Linked DNA regions of Gossypium hirsutum: region 2 is linked to region 1. Evidence: chromatin contacts called from public Hi-C data. All regions are on one chromosome and are shown on one strand. Each heading gives the region's core, a stretch centred on a gene start, on an enhancer-like site or on the middle of the called end of the contact. The rest is flanking DNA. Distances are from core to core; before and after follow the strand shown. Region 1 holds the start of LOC107889786 (60S ribosomal protein L24). Region 2 holds the start of LOC107908738 (myosin-7).

The links. A called contact is a pair of places that touch in the nucleus more often than the background predicts.
Region 2: a contact with region 1 is called in a Hi-C map of leaf, with 1.9 times the contacts expected there. The contact joins the promoter of LOC107908738 here to the promoter of LOC107889786 in region 1. A contact is called at or near these places in 2 of 34 Hi-C or Micro-C datasets (both in leaf).

What each region holds. Positions count from the first base shown.
Region 1 is chrA09:74,052,935-74,059,466 of Gossypium_hirsutum_v2.1, reverse strand. LOC107889786 (60S ribosomal protein L24) reads left to right here and starts at 2,389. Exons shown (of 6, transcript XM_016814346.2): 1 at 2,389-2,531; 2 at 3,297-3,372; 3 at 3,460-3,561; 4 at 3,824-3,972; 5 at 4,081-4,268; 6 at 4,417-4,534. The coding sequence starts at 2,521. The coding sequence ends at 4,237. It overlaps LOC107889787 (embryonic protein DC-8), which reads left to right. Exons shown (of 2, transcript XM_016814347.2): 1 at 1-406; 2 at 491-908. The coding sequence ends at 760.
Region 2 is chrA09:74,209,161-74,215,692 of Gossypium_hirsutum_v2.1, reverse strand. LOC107908738 (myosin-7) reads right to left here and starts at 3,773. Exons shown (of 7, transcript XM_041076704.1): 1 at 3,568-3,773; 2 at 3,288-3,473; 3 at 3,016-3,138; 4 at 2,349-2,386; 5 at 2,097-2,256. The coding sequence starts at 3,663.

The sequences.
Region 1 (6,532 bases), core at 1,140-3,639:
GGATGCAAAGGATGCCGCAATTGGAAAAGCGACTGAATATAAGGACTATGCAGCTGAGAAAGCCAAGGGAGCAAAGGATACGACAGCGCAGAAGGCTTCCGAGTTTACAGACTACGCAGCACAGAAAGCTAAGGAAGCAAAAGATACTACAATGGAAAAAGCGACCGAGTATAAAGACTATGCAGCTGAAAAAGCGAAGGAAGCGAAGGACGTGACAGCTGAGAAGACAAAACAGGGGACGGAATATGCAGCGGAGAAAGCAAAGGAAGGTAAGGATACAACAGTTAGTAAGCTTGGGGAGTTGAAAGATTCAGCTGCAGACGCTGCTAAGAGGGCTATGGATTTCCTCACTGGGAAGACGGAAGAAACGAAGCAGAAGGCATCCGAGACTGCACAGAACACCAAGGTGATGACCTTATTTATTCCAACTTTATTTTTTTTAATTTTCTCATATTGAAAATGTACTCAAAATGTTGCTTAAATTATCTAGGAGACATTGAGTGAAACGACGGAGTCAGCTAGACAGAAGATGGAAGAGATGAAGCTGAGAGGTGATGAAGGTAGAAGGAAGACTTATGATGATGATGCGAAACGCCACGGTCGTGAAGGGTTTTCAGAGACGATAGTGATTAAGGTTGAAGAATCCCCGGCAGGAGCCGTTGATGCTACACTGAGATCATCTGATGAAACATTCAATGATGTTGGGCGTGTTGGGGAGGAAGGCGTTATTCGTGATCGCTCCAGCAAAACCAAAATGTGATCTCACACTGCACACACCCTTAATATAGGGGTGGAATATTTGCGTTGCTTTTCATTGTTTTAACTTCTGTTTGTGTTATCTTTTTGTAATACAAGTACGTTCTTTGTTGCATATCTTCTAAATAAACAGAACAGTATGAATTCTGGGACGAATGTGCATTTCTGGGTGTTTGAAGGATAATGGGAAGTATGGCTAGGGTGTGAGTTTTGGTTCTAGAAATCATGTCTTCATTGTGAAGCCAATTCATGTTCTTACCTTAGCAATGAGTTCGGAAGCCGAAATTAACAGTAATGAATTGATAGATGCTGCGTCTGAAAGAAGGATATAAATGCAAGCTCCTGTTGGTGATAGATCGCTGAAATGTAAACGAAGCCGATTCGTTGCCCCAAAATCATACTAATTCTTCCGAGTAAATTTTCATATCATCATGACGGTTTTTACTTCAATTTTCATGAAGACAATAGATAAAATTAGTATTATTTTTTTAGCTTTTCCACAAAGCCTTTAATGAATTAGAAACTCTTTGCGTAATTGAAAATGTGTATGATTTATCTATATATCTATGATAGTTCCCCAAAAAAATCTATATATATGATAATATACTAATGATATAAGGTTTAAGGTTTTGACCCAACTTTTTTCCACACACACCCGATTTGAGTTGCCTGGACATATTTTATTTTAAGTCAAATAAATAATGACCTATTAGATAAAAAAATTTGATATAATTATGAGTTCTGAGCAAAAAAGTTGGCGAAAATTTTTATTTCTACTTCAAACATGGCTGTTCATTTGCTCATGTCAAGAACTCGGGTTGTAAAATTGTGACGATGATTAAGTTAATGGAGATCCATACTTCCTATTTAAGATAAGAGATAGTTCTTCTTAACTCTTAAATAAGAGATAGTTCTTCTTAACTCTTAAATAGGAGTATATTTCAACGTAATTAAATTCACATCCTTTTATATTGATATTAAAATTTATGTCAATCGAGTTTAGATTCAATCAGTTAATTTTTTTTAGTTTTTTTTTATTTTGCTATTATAAATTTTGGACAGATTATGATTTAATTTATCATTATAAAATCGAGAGAAGAGAGCAAAAGAGAGTTAGAAACCTTAGTTTAGTTTTTAGTTGCAATAAATTTGAAAACCCATCAAATAGCGTGATTCTAATTCTAATGAAAGGAAAAAGAAAAAGAAGAAAGTAAGGAAGTAAAGAGGATGTTTAAAAAGGCGAGGGGTAAAAATTGGAAATAGAAAAAAAAAAGAGTTTTCACTTGTGTTGAATTGCTATTCAGTGATAAAGGAAAAGTTTAGAGATGCTATCTTTTTACAGAATAAAATTATTTTTAAAACAGATGTAATAAATCCTCACTGCCAATTAATATGTAACACATTCCTGCTCCCCCAAACGAACATGATGTTAGCGATAACTTAGACCAAATTTACTACTAAAATTGTAGCCTTGTTGATCATGTTTGTGAGGGAAAAAAAAGAATAGGGCAATGTTTATTTTTCATAATTTTATAATAAAAAGGTGAACAAGAAATAGTTTGGGCTTGGTTATCTGTCATTTGGACCGATGGTTTGGTTATTTGTTAACAATGGCCACTTTAATGTATGCAGCGGCCCGCTCTGGGCCGGTAGTTTTGTGAATTTAACACAATATAAGGGCCATCATATTCCCAAACCTTTGATCTACATTTGCAACGCCGCTAGGGTTTCAAGGGATTTCTTCCGGTGCAAAGAGCAGCAGCCATGGTTCTCAAGTACGTTCCTTATCTCTTCCTCTTTCCCTTCAAATTATTCTTTAATCACGAGTAATTGGTATGATCTTAGAAAATATACCCCCCAAAAAGATCTGCCTACGGCCAGGTCTTCCTTTCATTTTGTTTTATTCCATATTCTAATATGGCGATTGATTGATTTTATTTAGTATTATGCGGGGAATTGAACTTTCAGCTATTACTTTTTTGTTTTTATTAGTTCTATTTACATGTTCATTTCCATGTTAGCGGGATTTTAGTTTATTGGTTATTTGTTATACGAGCTTCAATTGGTTCATTGAAGCTAAGGTTTTTTAATTAATGAAGATAGTTGGAGTATATTGGTTTAGTTTTTTTGGAAAAATAAATATATCTTGGGAATGGAAAATCAGTTTAAATTTTCCCTTGTCTATGGCCTTTAGACCTGTATTTGACACACATATCAGACACTTATCTTGTAATGGGTATGTTATATGATCCTCCAAACATCTTCCAAATACATGAAACAGCTTTGAATTTACAGTTTCAGACAGAACTCTGTACACACCCAAGTTCGAGTAACATTGATTTATATTCAGCTAGTTTTGTAATGAAGTGCTAGGCTTTTGGAAAATCATATAGTTGTTTTAGTTAATTGTGTGATGTTCTGAGTCAATGGTTATGTTCATGCGTAGAGAGCTATATTCAGTTTAAAAGAAGCTGATTGGTATTATTTATTTAGTAGGTTTTGTAGACATTGCAATTGATTGTATTTTGTTGGCATGCTAGGACGGAGCTTTGCCGATTTAGTGGTGCCAAGATATACCCTGGGAAAGGCATCAGATTTGTTCGTGGTGATTCCCAGGTAAATTCTCATCTAGTTCTGATTTCAAGTGGTTGATACTGTGTTGTGGTACTAGCAATGAACTGTGATCTTCATCAATTTGTTTAGGTCTTCCTCTTTTCCAATTCAAAATGCAAGAGGTACTTCCACAACCGCCTGAAGCCATCAAAACTTACATGGACGGCCATGTACAGGAAGCAACACAAGAAGGTGAGTGTCAGCATCATAAGCAGGTTTTCTTTCAGAAAAACTATTTTTGGGTTTCATTTGCCTTACCTGTGGCATTTTGGTTGTGAGCAGAATCATGTATTTTTTGGAAATTGACTTCTTTTACAAAATGTTGATGTTTTGGCATCTCTTTTTATCGCTGCCATCTATCTTATAAAAGTTTTGCAAAATCAGATTATTTTATCAATATATTGTTCTCATGCCCTTTCTCATATTAGTTTTGCTACTTGATGCATATGTTTAGGACATTGCCCAAGAAGCTGTGAAGAAGAGGAGACGTACTGCAAAGAAGCCATACTCCAGATCCATTGTGGGTGCCACCTTAGAGGTTATCCAGAAGAAGAGGAGTGAGAAACCCGAAGTTCGTGATGCAGCCAGGGAAGCTGCTCTCCGGTGTGTGTTTGTTCATTATAAGTTGCACCCATTCCATTTCATTGCTGATTTCGACATGTAATATGGTTTATATTTACTGAGATTTTTACTGTTTAATCTATTGTTCAGAGAAATCAAGGAAAGGATCAAGAAGACTAAGGATGAAAAGAAGGCAAAGAAGGCAGAAGTAGCAGCGAAGCAACAGAAGACACAAGGCAAGGGTAACCCTCCAAAGGGTGGTGCACCCAAAGGTCCCAAGCTTGGTGGTGGTGGTGGAAAGCGATAAGTTTACCCAGTTATTATCTGTTTTTACATAGGTAGTATGTTGATTTTGAAGGCATTTGTATGGACTGAATGGCCATCGGCCGTGTATCTTTTTTTGCTTTTTATGCGTTATCATTAAACCTTGAACTCTGTATTGAAGATGAGTGATCAAGTTATTTTATGCTTGACTTTGTTTTTCAGCCTACGTACCCGGACTTAGACGGTGAAGAATGCCATTCATACTGCATAGTTTTGTAGCCGATGCACACTAAAATTATTCTTACGTCAGAGTTTATATATATTATATTAGAATTTTTTATATTTTATCAAGCTCTGTTTCACTTAAAATTTGTATCTTAAAATTTTCTGACTATATTTTTGAATATTTAATCTAAGCTTGTTTTAGATTTGCTTATATCATGTATCTTTTAATTTTTCTCAAATTATATTATTTTTAATGTTTATATTATAGATATTTAATTCTTATTTGTTATGAGTTAATATATATAAAAATAATAAGGCAAATGGCAAGTTGGGTCGGGTTTGATAGAGCTTAAGTTTACTCATATTTCAATTAAGTTCCATTTTTTACTTTAATTTAGTTTTTCGGGTCTCGTAACATTTTCCAAATCATCTCGTGTTCTGGAATGTGTTCCAAACTTGAATAAGCCGAATAAGACATACTTTTAACACTTAATCGGTAAGAACTAGAAGAGCTTCAATTTCGCATCGATGAGTGATAGTTATCTTCTTTATTTTGTTACCCCAATATTTATTTCATTTTTTTTTTATAATTTTGATTCTATGCTTGTAAATGAATTGGATTTAAAGTTATATTTGAATCATACAATATACTAAGTTGAACTAATATCACATGGGGTTTAGTCGTGTTGTAAATGATGCGCTCTACAGCTTTCATTTATGTAATTAGTGGATAGTATTCACTGGTAACAGAGTGCGTTCAACTTTTTTACCGTATAAGCAAGTGAATTTGGGTGGACATCTGGGAGACTTTGCTCTCTGAATTGTCAAAATTCCCAAACAGAGAGATCGTGTTAGAAAGCAGAAAACAAACGCCAAGAAAAATCAGCTTTAATCATCATGCAAAACTAATTCAAGTTCATAATCCGATCTGCTGAGGCTTGAACATTAATCCAGTTGCATTTGTATTAGTGAATTGATATAAATGTCAATTTTTCAACCAAATCATAGCCGATGGTCTGAGAAAACTTGTAAAACTGAATGTTGTAAATTATAAGCCGGCCGTGCTAAATTAACTCAGTCTAATCAAAATATAAACAAGTTGATTAAGTTTTGTCTATTAGGGATAAGAAGGCAGTTTTGCACCCCCAGTAAGGAGATTGAAAACATAGTTGCATTCGGGGATTGGGACATGCGGGCTTGCTGCTACCGTTGTCTTGTTAGAGCTGGGAACTGAGGTGCTTTCCACGGTCTCTTCACCGGAGATTTTAGTGTCAACTGTGGAGACGACTTGCTCTCTTGTCGCCTGTTGCACTAGCATACCTTTCCATTTCATGACTTGCACTGCACCAAGAGGTGTGAGAGTTTATTTAAGTATTCAAATTTGGTGAACTGTGCATGGAAAGAGAGTCCGGGTTTTGAACATTATCCATCAACCCCTGGGCTAAATAATTAACCTCATCTTGAAGCTTCTGTTTTTCCCTGGAAATAACATCATAGTCGTGTTTAAGGGTATCATATAAGCGCTCAAGCTGTTTAGCTTTCCATTCAGCACGCCTGCATTGGAACCAGATAACAATTTGCCTTGGTTGGTGTCCAAGTTCCCTGGAAAGCTTCATCTCTTCCTTCCTGGAAACTCCTCTCCAATAAACAGTTGTGGTCTTCTCTTGAGCGTTGTAGCTGCTTTTTTGTCCCTGCTTGACTCCGCGGAAGAAGAAGACAAAACAGAATATAGCAAAGTAATATTCAAACAAATAATATTTACACCGTTAGCATCAGAATTCATATATACCTGGACATTGATCATAGTTATAGTTGTAATGGGAGTTAAGAGTAGGCTGTGGTCGAGAAGCAAAGGTGCCATTCCAATCCATTTTTGAATCGTCTGTCTTCAAAATCAACCAGAATATGTCAGTACACCAAAGATAGCACTATTATGAGTTTATGACCACACCATACGAAGAGAAAGCGAAAGTGTGGGAGCAGAAGAGAAGAGTTAGTAAAGAATTTCTTCATTTACATGTCTCTCCGTACTTTGGTGCTGTGTGGTTAATTCCTACATATGAATCTACATAATACATGAACCGATATCTTATACCTTTATTTTATGGCATTT
Region 2 (6,532 bases), core at 2,524-5,023, 150 kb before region 1:
ATAGGGCCACACACATCAGTGTGCACCAGTTGGAGTTTTTCAGAGGCTCTCCAGGCTTGATTCGAGGGAAATGGGAGTCTGGCCTGCTTTCCTAGCTGACACACTTCACACACATCATCATGATCCACTGAGTTGATGAAGTTTTCGGCCAAGTCCTCTCTGACCATTCGAGCCATCGATCTGAAGTTGGCATGTCCCAGTCTTTGATGCCAAAGCTTGGATTCATCTGATGTGACTGTGTAGGCAATGTCTGACTCCCTGGTCCAGTCAACTACAAAGCTCTTATTAGCCATAGGAACTGCCATCAGCTTGGATCCACTTGGATCATTGATTTGGCATTGGTTGTCTTTGAACACAACAGAATAACCTTTCTCCAGCAACTGAGCTATGCTGAGCAGGTTTCTGTCAATTTCAGGCACCAAAAGCACATTTGAAATCACTTTGGCACCTGTGGGGGTGCATATCAGCACATCACCCTTGCCTTCAGCTTGAATAAAATGTCCATTTCCTATCTTGACTTTAGTTCTGCAGCTTCTGTCTAAAGACTTGAAGATTGCAGCATCAGGTGTCATGTGGTTGGTGCATCCACTATCTAGAAGCCAACCAGATGAGAACCTTTCTTGAGCAGCTGAGCATAACACAGCAAAGACTTGCTCCTCTTGGTCACTGTCCTCCTTAGCTACTCGAGCCTCAGCTTTCTTCTGTTGAAACTGACTCTGCCTTGATTTGGCCTTGATCTTGCAGACTCTCTCAACATGACCCTTCTTTTTACAATGCTGACATACAGCATCTGGATTGAACCAGCATTTTTCTTTTGGATGACCAGCCCTCTTGCAGTGCTTGCAAGTCTGACCCTCTTTTCTTGCAACATCAGTCCTTGGCTTGTCTCTCCAGGCCTTCTTGCCTTTGTAGGCAGTGTTTGTTCTTGCCTGAAAGGCACCTTCTTGATGCTCCTCCAGTCTGCTTGCTCTTCTTTGCTCTTGAGCATATAAAGCATTGATCAACTCTGTCAGGGAGATGGTGTACAGGTCCCTTGAGTCCTCGAGAGATGAGATTTTTGCCTCATACCTCTCGGGCAGAGTTGCAATAACCTTCTCCACTATCCTAGCTTCCTTGAGCTGCTCTCCAAGGAGCCTTATGCTGTTAACCACAGCCATAATCCTGTCAGAGTACTGCTTGATAGTTTCTTCTTCCTTCATCTTCAAATTCTCGAAATCTCTCCTTAAGTTCAGCAACTGTTGCTGCCTTGTCCTCTCTGTCCCTTGAAACTCCTCTTGCAACTTGTCCCAGGCTTGTTTTGGTGATTCACAGGCCATAATCCTTGTGAAAATCACATCTGACACTGAGTTCTAGATGCAAGACATGGCTTTGTGCCTCTTGGTCCTCTCATCAGCATGCTGCCTGATTTGAGCCACTGTTGGATTGCCTCTAAGTGGCTCTGGTTCAACATCTGAGTTGACTACCTCCCACAGATCGAAAGCTTGTAGGTAGGTCTTCATTTTAACCACCCATATGTGGTAGCCTTCTCCATTAAAGACTTGAGGTGCAGCTGGTGAAAAGCTTGATGAAGCCATGAATTTGTATAACAGATCCCTTAAGAAATAGGCTCTTGATACCAATTGTTGGAGCTAAGTGCAACAAATAACAAGGTTCAACAAAAAGCTTGCCGAGCAAGAATCGAGACTTGCGGCAGAAACAAAGAAGAAAAATAAAATAAATTTTAAGCAAAGCTAAAATAGAGAGTATATGGATGAAATCTTGATTGAATTCATTCATTTTTTTTAAAATGGCATAAAGCCTATTTATACAAGATTACAACTTGACAACTTAGTTTGAATACAACTAAGTTTCATCATTACATCCACTTAAAATAAATCACCACCTACTACCACTAACAAACTTAGTTGGAATACAACTAAGTTTCATCATTACATCCACTTAAAATAAATCACTACCTACTACCACTAACAAACTTAGTTGGAATACAACTAAGTTACATCATTACACCCAAATAATAATAATAATAATAATAATAATAATAAAACATGTGATTGCTACATGCTAACCATTGCTTCAATAATGAGACTCTAACGTACCCTACTCACGAGTTCTTCTTGGCGTGGGGCTGAACTTGGGGACGACCCATCACTATTTGCAATTAAACTCTCTGGACTATCCGAGGTAAGGCTTAGATCAGGAGAGTGTTCAGTGCTATTACCTTCTTTATGGAAATTTGTCTGCTTTGATTCATTGTCCCTGAAATAATCCAGTGCAAGTGTTTATGATCCAATACAACATTTAAAGGAAAACAAAAAACAAGGGAAGGAAGGGCAGGGAATGATACAAACATGGGTTTTCGTCTTGGTGTCAAACATTGAATTTTCATCTGCATATCAGAATCACAAGTGCAATATTCGTTAGAAAAAGACAACTGTGTTTCAATTTTCTGTTTCATTCATATTATCAAAAGTCCTACTTTAATTTAGTTCATGTAATTAAATTTGCTCTAAAATCTAAATTACTTAGGAGGTAACCATCTTCCTAAGATATCTCTTTCGCTTTTTTTTTTTGTTTCGACCAAACTTGAATCTTCTAACAGCTTACAACTACCAGCTAAAACTGAAGTGATGTCCAAAATACTAACCGACCTCAAAATCTGTTTATATGAAAATATTTCCATCAAATCATCATTACAAGTACCAGCTTATGTTTTTAATGCAACTGTTGGTCATGTGTTCCAAGTTGTAACATGTTAAATAAAATATGATCTGTGATACAGGGGCCATAACCAACCCAATGAATGCATGCTATTTAGCGATAGTGGAAAAGAGGTTTACTCATTGGACCTTGACTAACATGGGCAGCCCCCACCGCCTTAAAACGGGTCCAGCCACTAGCGAACCGAGCAAATGGCTCCTTTGTCTTCATGTTTCTAATTAAATGGTATGCATTTAATGTAAAAAAACAAATAATAATAATAATAATAGAGAAGAAATAAGATCGTTGAAAAATCACCTGCAAAACTGTTCCATGGTTGCATTTTTTTAATGGCAATGAGACCGGAACAGTGATGGTTGAATTTATATAGCCTGTCATATTCACTGTCGCCTCTCCAAGAATGCTAGATCTTGCTGATCCCTACAATTTCAATATTCATTTTCTTTTCATCCTTCTTTTATCATCTAATTTGTCACCTTAATTGAATCGAACATGTTCAGATCATGTTTCCAACAACTATATACAGAACTGTAAACTAAGATCCAACGGTATTTCATTAACAAAGTTACCATTGCAACAAGAAGTTTGAAGAAACAATCTTCCATCACTGTTTTTGAAACCCAAATAGATTCCGACAAAGTCTCTGTCCATTGACAACTCGCATTTCGAACTACTGCTTTGCTTGTCTTTGCCATGGTTTTCCCATTCTCCATTGAGATTATCGACATGATCAATCTGTCCCATCCTTTTGGTACCTATATAAAAACACCAGAAAACACACACACACATATAATGTAAGTAAAATGGAACATAGAAGAAGAACAAGATGAGGACGAAATGAATGATTACCTGAACCAGTTTGAAATTGGAGAACGTAAAATCTATCTTTTCCCCTGATTTATTACTTGGCGGCGGTGTTTGCCTTGTTTTATGCAACCTGAACATTGTTTTTCCAGCACTTTTCTTTTCTAAATCTGTTTCGGTCTGAGTTAATCAGGAAAACTTTCAGAGATAGCGTAGCAAAAACACTACAAACTATTGAATTACTGGACTAAAAGGAGATTGTTAGCTTGCCAGTCATTGTTGTGAAGCATACTTGTTAACTTTATTATTGTCTTTGTTTCCCATGCAGAGCAACACTCTGGTGTACTGAAGTTCATACTATGACCGTTCCAACACAACGACACGTGTACATAAAAGTCAACTTTGAAAACAAGATTTTGAGGTGGCTCAAAATAATTGGTCGATGAATAAGCAGGTGCCCCAAACAAACTGGATCTAATTGCCTACCATGAGACAAAACTCTAACGTACACCAAGGATAGTTGGTTGGATAAACAAAGATTCAACTGCCATCATCATTAGGAGATAATACCAATATGTTTTTTTTTCTTCTGTTTTTTTGTATTTTACTTAAAAATATGCCAATTCTTTTTCTTGAATTTGCCGCTCTAAGTTTAGGTATTATAACATAAAAATAATAGCACATTTTCTTGTTCATTTTAAAGTGAAAAATTTGTAAAAAAATCATTTAATATAGAATGGAAAATATAGTCCACTTCGTTTTGTATTGTGAATATTAACTTTATCAATTCATATATCCATATTAAATTAATACTAAAAAAAATATTCAATCATGTATATTTAAGTTCGAGTCTCATTATGTTTAATTATTGTATACGAATCTTCAATTTCATTATGTATGAGTTTTAATTCGATGAGCTAATTTTAATTCTTAATTGATTTGTATTATATTAATTTAATTTTACTTTATATTTATATTTGTGTTATATTTAGTAGCGGAGCTAAAAAATTTTTTTTGGATGAGGAGAATTAAATTATATATTTTTACGATAATAAAAATATAATTTTATTATTTTAATAATCTATATTTTTATAATTTTTAAAGGATGAAATCAAATTTTTATTATTTTTAAGAATTAAAATGTAATTTAAATATTATTAATTTAAAATTTTATAAATGGTAAAGGATGGAAATATTTTTTTTTTCATTTTAATGATGCCGACCTGTGACTCCGCCTTGGTTATATTTCAGTGTATTGTAGTTGTTAACTAACTTTAAAAAAAAAAAAAACGTCATAAGCCCAAAACAAAAATGTATGGGATAAGCCCACAATAGAAAGTTGAATAGATCCCAGCCTCAAAGCGCGTAAAATTATAATTGCAACCTAATCTAGAAAAAGCTCGTTAGTCGTTCGTTAGCCTTCTTAACTAAATAGGGTGTATTGACGTGCTTTTACAATATACAATTAATTTAGCTGCATTTAGATATCACAAAATAAATGCATAAAATTGTAATTATTAAAGGAGTAACTATTCTTTATAAATTCTAATTTATTATAAATAGAGTGTAATCTAAGTTAATATATCTAATTTATATTAAAGTAATATATTCACACAAATATGATAACATTTAGTCTAACAACTCTAAAAATAGGTCTATTGGTTGAAGAGAATTTACACGAGTCATGTTCAGGGAGTTCGATCCATAAATTCACCTGTGTGGTGGTAGCGTAGAATATACGTGAATGAGTGTATAAGTTTAAACTTGTATTATATCGAAAAAGAAAAAAATAATAAATTCAGATTAATTAAAGACATGTAATACTAATTAATGAATAGTTGAAAAATTAAAAAAAATTACAAACCCATCAAAAATAATACCTGTCGAAACCATTTTTAATTTGAAAAATGGGAGTCGACTTAAAATAAAAAATGGAGTCGCCACCGATCTTTTTTCGAGGTGTGATCGGATCACCTTGAGATTTATCATTTTAATAAAACATTTTGATTTATTAAAACAATGATTTTGGGTCTACGAAATTCGAGCAAAAGGGTTTGGGAGTCGGTTACGCACGAGGAAGGGTTAGCACCCTCGTAACGCCTAAAATTGGTACCTAATTTATTAATTAATATCTTAATGTCGAAAATTTGAAAAGATTTTATAATACAATCCTTTTACTTAAAAAGAACACTTGAATAAATTAAATTGGATGCTAAGGCCCTCTTATTTCGAAGAAATAAAATGTCATACCCAGTGAGTTAGGATACAACATTTCACATTTTCGAAATTGAACTTATCTTTTGATTTTTAAAACTCATGCAGTGAAGTTTAAAAAGGATATTTAATTATTTGGGTCAAATGAAAAATTGGAACCCAGTAAGTTAAGGCACGATTTATCAAAATTCCAAACATAGGATATTGCCTTTATTTTTTAGAAATCTTTATCTTGAGATACAAAATGTCATATCCAGTGAGTTAGGACACAACACCTCGAATTCCTGAGAATAAGGTTTTATTGAAATTTATACGTTTTGATTGAAAAAGGGTACTCGGTTACTTAGATTCAACGAGGAAAATTGGAACCCAGTAAGTTATGGCACAATTTTCCAATCCCGAAATACGAAATAATGCTCATTTTAAAAAAAAACATAATTTTAAATGTATCGAGTAAAATGTAACATGATAATTTTAGTGGTAGAATGAAAAATAAATTAAGGTATTTACATGCATAATAGAATACTAAATGCGTTAATGTAAATAACAATACAAAGGAGAAAAATAATATAAAATAAAATAAATCAGCAAAAAATAGAAATAATAATAATAAGCAGAAAAAACTAAAACTGAAAATGACTAATATTAAACAAAGAAATAAATAAGCATGGTAAAAAAAACTTAAAAACAATAATATTAAAAATGATGATATTAATAATAATATAAAGAGAGAAAAATAATATTGTATAAGAAGATATAAATAAATAATAAAATAAAATAAAGGTATATAAGGTTT